Linked DNA regions of Rattus norvegicus: region 1 is linked to region 2. The links are chromatin contacts, called in public Hi-C maps. All regions are on one chromosome and are shown on one strand. Each heading gives the region's core, a stretch centred on a gene start, on an enhancer-like site or on the middle of the called end of the contact. The rest is flanking DNA. Distances are from core to core; before and after follow the strand shown.

Region 1 (3,621 bases), core at 170-2,669, 350 kb before region 2:
CAGAGAGCACAGGGCTTATGTAGCTTGACTCTGAGGAGTCATCCTCACAGGGGATTTAGGACTAACATAGAGAATAATATTGCAGCATGAGGAATATGCCACAGTGGGGATCACTGAGTGCCAATTTCCACATGCAATTGTTCTAATACAAAACAAACTGTGGAGGCTGGAGAGATGACTCATTGGTCAAGAGAACTTGTTGCTCTTCCAGGGGTCCCAGGTTCAATTCACAGTAATTACATGGCAGCTTCCTACTGTTAGGGGGTGTCAATATCCTCTTTGACTTCAGTGGACCCTGTATGCACATGGTTCACAGACATATACACAGACAGACAAAATACCCATACATATAAAGTAATAAAATAAAAATAACTTTAAGGGGTTGGGGATTTAGCTCAGTGGTAGAGCGCTTGCCTAGCAAGCGCAAGGTCCTGGGTTCGGTCCCCAGCTCCGAAAAAAAGAAAAGGAAAAAAAATAACTTTAAAAAACATTGAAAAAATAAGTAGTGTGTGGTGTATGGTGTGTGTGTGTGTGTGTGTGTGTGTGTGTGTGTGTGTGTGTGCACGCGCGCACGTGTGTGTTAGTGTGCTTATATGTGTGTATTGGGGAGGGCAGATTGTCGGGGGAGTAAGGAGTAAAGATTTCCCCTCTTCTATGACTAAGATTATGACTAAGAAGATAAAACATGGCTTTGAGATTTGTCTTCATGTTTGAAAAGGCATTTGAATGTTATTAACATTTTTCAGGAAGTGCTGAACACCAACTTGAAGCTTTTATCAGCTTTCCCTTGCTCTAATTTCTAAAGCAAAAATGCCTTCCTTCCAAATAGTCTATTAAACGAACATATGAAATTAACGAAACATATCATTGCTTTCACAATGGCCAAATTGTAGATTTGTCACAGTACAGAGACAGAAACTCATTAAGCCATTGTGCCTCCACTCCAGATTATAGCTCGCCGAAAGAAAAAGAATTCTCCAACCCACCAAACCTCCTCCGTTCCCCCATTGTCTCTCTGAAACATCTTTTATAGTTCTAGCTGCAAATCATCTGACTTATCTCTTCCTGCCCATAATATCAGTGCGCAGAAGCTAGGAAGAGCTGTGGCTGAAAATGAGACTCTGCGGGGGGCGGGGGGGATTTCAGGTTTATTTGGGAATGAAGATAGAGTTGACAAGTTCTTGCAGCCTTTGAAAGCCGAGGAGTATACCAGCCTTCCCCCTTATCAGCCTGTCAAACCCCTTCCCTCAGAGTTCAGCCAACTGTGAAGTATTTATCCCATCGGGCTTGGGCATTTTAGCAAATGTCAGCACGGTTGCAGTGGGAATCCAAACTGATCATTCAGCTATTCTCCACACAGCCCCAAACAATGCTCCATCTTTTGAGCGGATTCTGTGAATTCAGGAAAGAATGACAGGAGACGGCAAGTGTGACTCAAATTTGAGCTGGCCAGTCCTCTTTCCAGACGTGACCCCTGCACTTAGTCATAATCAAATGCTGACGGAATAGAAAAAAATGCCTCATGCCTTTCCAGACAAATGCTGTCTCATTGTCTTCGGTTATCAAAATCAGTTTGCATTTAAAAGTCATGGCACAGGGGCACTTTGACAAGAAGTCTTTTCAAGTATTCATTAACTCTTTCATTGGAATAAAAGTAAAGCCAATGAAACTTCTCACAAAACTCTTGCCAATAAAAGCATCTTTCTGGGGTTCGTCTTGAACTTTTTATTGCTTTCAATTTCTAGGAAGTGACCTGTTGTGGGAGGAAAGAAATAGATTGATTCCATTTGGGCCCTTCCCACATTTTCTGTGGTCTCTGCATTTCTGATTTGTTCAGATAGCAGTATTCACTGTGTACATAATGGGGGAGAGAATAGAAAAAGATGGATCTGTTTATGCTTTTGTCCAATCAAATATGCCCACTATACTAACATATACTGTATAATAATATACCTATCATATACTAACTGAGAGGGTGGAGGCTATGGACTTGGGGACAGACTAAAAAGTAAACATTTCTGTTTAGAAAGATGGAAACTTGAAGGATTTGGTTTGCCTCCCTCGGGCTGGGAAGTCTAAAGAGTGAAGGGCATGCATGCTACTGGAAAGTTCATCAAAATTTCTGTGGTAAGGTCTTCAGCAAAACTCTGTCTTCTCTGATAAAACTCTACCCTTTGCTTTTAATATGACCTTGAACCAATGAGGTGAGGATCACACACAATATAGAGATAATGTATTTTATTTGAAGTCAATTGATTGTGAGTGTATATGCTAATTACATCCAAAAATACCTCCGGGGCAACATCCTGACTAGCTAGATCAGACAGTCAGACACGACATTCTAGTCAAGCTGAACCTAACTCTGACTGTCACTATTGTCAAAGGAAAAGCACTGCCCTCAAGCCTTCTGTTGTATTTTCAAAAATATGGTATTCTCTGTGAGAAAGCCCGGAACAAATTCCATGGATACTACTTTCTGAATGTTCCTGGGCAAGTCCAAAATTGTCTGTTTTCATTTTTCTATTTATAAAATTAGGAACATTAATGAATATCCTTTTTACTACGAATACAGAAAGTGCCATCCAGCCAAGGTCAAGAGAATGGAAAGGGAATGGATAGTTTTGAGTGACTAAGGCCACATTTGAAGTTTAACTTCATCTAGAGCCCACTGTAGACACTCAGGATCTCAATACCTCTCAAATATCTCTTCTCTCCTTGGCTATTTGAGCCCTCCCTTGTATAGGGAAACCTCTTCTAGCCTCTTCAGTATTCAGCTTGGTAGGTGAAAGGTCACTTGTGAGCTCTTCAGAGCCATGCTCACTCACAAACACACTCACTGCATGTTGGGTAATTGCTTTATTTGACAATGCTAGAAAAAGAAGCCCATTCAAGCAGGCACATAGAGAGTGGAGACTGGATGACTCTTCAATCACAATTTTGGAAGCCCTTATTCAGAAAGTAAAAAATAGATGCCAGGGAGGCAGAATACATGTTTTCTGTGTGATGATTTCAGCACCTGATTCACAGGGCTGGTTCATGGAGATTAGCTTCTCCAGTCAAATAGGTTCTGATTGTTTCTTTTCTTTAATGTTTAAAATTACAATCATCACCACCATGATCATAATCAGCACTATCATCATTACTATTAGTGTATGTGTATACACAATATATATGTATATTTATGAACCACATAAACTCTTCATATATATATATATATATATATAGTGTGTGTGTGTGTGTGTGTGTGTGTGTGTGTGTGTGTGTGTGTGTTTATGCACTCATGCCAAAATATGTGTGTAGAAGTCAGAGGATCTTTCTGGAGTTGGTTTTCCACTTCCTTGCACCTTGTTGAGGCAGCAGCTCTTTTTGTTTTGTGCTTTCTCTAGGTTAATGAACCTGTCAACTTCCTGGTGATTCTCCTGTCTTCACCTTCTACCCTGCTATAGCAGTACCTGGATTATAGTTGAAAGCCAACCAACAATTGTGGGCTCTGAGGATCAAACTCATAACACCAGGCACGTTCAGCAAGTACTTTTGCCCACTGGCCTTTTTGCTGGTCCTGTTCTGATCTTTGCAGGTAGACAAAAGTAGATGTCTGAGTTTCTTCAGACATTCCAGACA
Region 2 (3,499 bases), core at 631-3,130:
CAGCAAAGTTATCTAAGAGGCGGTCAAAGGAAACAAAGCCATGTTCGAAAACACAAAAATGCAACTAAAATATTAGAAAAAATTCGGTTTTGCTGTCCAAGGAAATGCAACATGTGAATAACCAACATTCCTAACTAAGAAACAGAAACAATACGTACTTGTGAGTGCTCAGAGGGGTGAATGAGTTCTGCTGATTTACATAAATGAAAATTTAAAATTAAATATGTGAATAAGGAGAATTTGGTAAACCTGTTCGTGAGCTCCCAAAACTATTTGTAATTAAGCTATAATGCATAAAAGTAGACACTATAACCTATCCACTAATGCGGACCTGCTAGGCTTGGGGCAAAAGCTTGAGACAAGTTTTAAAATGATATACAGCTAAGAAATGGCTTCCTCTAGTAAAAGCACTACATACTCATTGACAGTGTCTAAAACATACTGTAAGATTCATTTTATTTGAAGAAAGCCCATTTTTAAGTGCTTCACGTGGGCTCAAATACTGAGCCTTGTCTGGCCAACCATGCTCAGTAAAGACCAAACCCCTTCCCAAGTTTCTAGCCTGATTCATTTTTCAAGGACTTGTTAACTCCAAGGCTGGGAAGGGCTTCCAATTGGATATTGGATATCTTACTTCATGTATGAACATGAACTCAGGTCTAATTTGATATTTATAAACAAAGCAATGTGACACTTAACTCTCGTCTTTAATTTGTTTCTTCTCCTTCATAATCCTAGTGTATTAAAATGTCCTCTTACCACAAATGCTTTGTGCTATGATTACCACAGATCACCTCACAAGTAGCTGTGGTTAACTGTACAAGACCTGCAAAAGATCAGACTACTCAAAATTCCCACACAGTTGAAGGAGGAGCCCTAAACTGAAATAAACCCTTTCCTCCTCTAGTTGCTTTTGGCCATGGAGTTTTATCATGGCAGGAGAAAGCTAATCAAGACACCTGGAATCCTAAGTATCCTTTAAAAGAACAAACTCAGAGGAAGGAAAGGGTAACACGATCATAGGCACACTATCCATAATGCAGTGACACACTCAGAAATGTCATTGTCTTTAAGATGCTGAAGAAAGGAAGGGACACATTCTCTCCCAAATCTCCTACAGTAGAAACCAGCCCCCAACCTTCAGGACTGGAGCCTTGCAAAACTGACTTCAGACTCTGACTCATAGTAGTTGGGAATAATAAGTCCATGCCATTGGCTACAAGTCTTGTAACTGTTACAACAGCAACAAGCAACAATTATTGAAAATCTAATACATATCTCTCCTTATCCAGAGTGCTTGGTAAAATCATTAAGCTTTTCTTTTCTTTCTTTCTTCTTTCTTTCTTTGTTTCTTTCTTTCTTCCTTCCTTCCTTTCGTTCTCTCTTTCTTCCTTCCTTCCTTTCTTTCTTTCTTTCCTTTTCTTTTCTATTTTCTTTCTCTGTTTCTTTGTTTCTTTCTTTCTTTCCTTTTCTTTTCTATTTTCTACAACTAGTCAGGGAGTTAAACTGATCTAACATTTGTTTACCTTTACCATCCTACTCAGATTTTAGAATCCAAGTTTTCTAAGCCAGAAAAAGAAGGATAAACACTTAGGGTCCAAGAATTGCTGAAAGAAGACCCCCCCAAACTCAAATAGTATGCAAAGGTATAGTGCATTTGTTCTACAGAAATTACCAACATGAAGGGGTCAACCTTTCGTCAAAATGGTGACCCCAGACAAAGATACGCAGGCATTTTTATAGGGAACTAGGAAGTTTTAACTAGGGTTAGGTAATCTAAAATTTTATTGGTCAGTGCTGAGGATATTACATGGGTCGTTTCTGATTGGCTTGTGTCCAGGTGGTCAGTGGACTGCATTCCTGTGTCATGAACATTTAACCACAGGATGAGATACTCAAACCATATAAGGCTCTTCTTTGGAAGGAGGATTTTATAGCCTTGTTATCTCCTCTGGCTAGGTGTCCCAGGAGCTGACTCAGCTCCAGATTTATCCTCCCTAAATCACGGCTGTCACTAACTAAAGACCCATTGTCAGTGCCTCCTTCTGGCGAGACCAGTATGTTTCACGAATTTTGTTCCCAAAATTTCTGGACCTGCTAAACAAAAATGATGTGTAAAAGCATGCACTTTCATGTTCCAAGAACTCACACACATGACCCAGTCAAATTCTTGTTTGAGCCTAAAGAACAGGGGATAGTTTCCTAATCTCTTACAAAATTATACACAGGCTTGGAGATGGGCAAGCTTCCCTCCTCAAACTGTCTGTCCTCCTAAAAGCTTCCTCCACGTTCTGCTGCAAGAAAAATGCCTTTGGTGAAATCAATTCAAACTATCCAGTGACAGATTTAAAAAAGTAGTAAGCATTTCTGTTTCTTTTCTATTTTAAGTTAACCTAAGTATCTCATAATATCCTCTGTGTTTAAGGGAAAACACACCATTGCTAAGAAATACACTATTTTTTTGACAACCTATCTTGCTGATGATAGTTTTAGTCATTCATTTCAGCTTCAGGAAAGAGAAATTCAGCCATTTATCACAGTCCTACAGAAGTCATCCACATTTCTGCTGAATCAAGCATGAAATACTGCTGTGTGTTGCATTCAACCAAAGCCCATCACCTCAGCTACCATACGTCGCTAACTATTAAGACGAAACAAGAATTGGTTTTTCAGCCTAATAGTCTACCTGAAAGTCTCTCTTGGGCAGGTTTGACCTTTACTATTAAGAATTCCATTTTACCGTAAGCGCTTACATTTGTGTTACTGCTTAACACAAACTCTTCCTGGGGATCTTCCCTGACAATTTCTAACTATACTTATGCATGCAGAGTACTTGCCTAACTGCTAGTCAGAAAATGCAGTAGTGTTAACCAGGCAATAACATGTCCTGTTATGTCAGAACTGTGACGGTCAGAACAGTTTCCTGCAGAGAAATGAGATGTTTTGTATCTTTCGGCCATCCATGTAATTTAAACATGCTCCTAGCTGCTGATGTTGGCACCACCCTCCATGTGTCACTTTGCTGTTTTTCAACTTGTCCTCCCTACCCTCTCACCTGTGTTTAACTAAGTAGCATTTTTTCTCATGCTCTACAACTTACAGAATTTCATAACATGTACAGCCATTTAAATTTTAAGTCAAAAGGTATCTTTTTAAAATCAGTAAGAAAGTCACATTAATAAAATGGTTATGTCAGGCTGTGGTGGTGCATGCCTTTAAATCCCAGCATTTGGGAGGCAGAGGCAGGGGGTTCTCTGTGAGTTTGAGGACAGCCAGGGGTAAATGCAGAAACCCTGTCTTGAAACAACAATAACAACAAAGATTATGTATGCTTCTTTAACCAGGAAATTAATCTCTTGTGAAATAACTTATGTGATTCTTATTGTCAACGAGGGGCGCTGAGGGTACCTGGAAGAGAATGGGGGACAAGAGACGCGAAGAAGGACGCCAAGAGTCTGATCAAGGTGACAATTTTATTTTTTCCCAAGGCTGAATTTAT

Evidence for each region. A called contact is a pair of places that touch in the nucleus more often than the background predicts.
Region 1: a Hi-C map of the A7r5 cell line shows a contact between it and region 2, with 2.0 times the contacts expected there. The contact joins two enhancer-like sites. A contact is called at or near these places in 2 of 12 Hi-C or Micro-C datasets (the A7r5 cell line and Schwann cells) and 1 of 1 datasets of contacts at active chromatin or transcription factors (oligodendrocytes).

What each region holds. Positions count from the first base shown.
Region 1 is chr18:49,965,254-49,968,874 of GRCr8, reverse strand. No RefSeq gene overlaps it. Among named protein-coding and RNA genes, the nearest start is that of Csnk1g3, 470 kb to the right of the region's middle. Within about 2 kb of position 1,419, at least 4 of the 93 cell types and tissues checked have an H3K27ac peak or open chromatin away from gene starts, as enhancers often do. A contact at or near this core is called in the A7r5 cell line, where this site is marked.
Region 2 is chr18:49,614,817-49,618,315 of GRCr8, reverse strand. No RefSeq gene overlaps it. Among named protein-coding and RNA genes, the nearest start is that of Csnk1g3, 120 kb to the right of the region's middle. Within about 2 kb of position 1,880, at least 1 of the 93 cell types and tissues checked has an H3K27ac peak or open chromatin away from gene starts, as enhancers often do. A contact at or near this core is called in the A7r5 cell line, where this site is marked.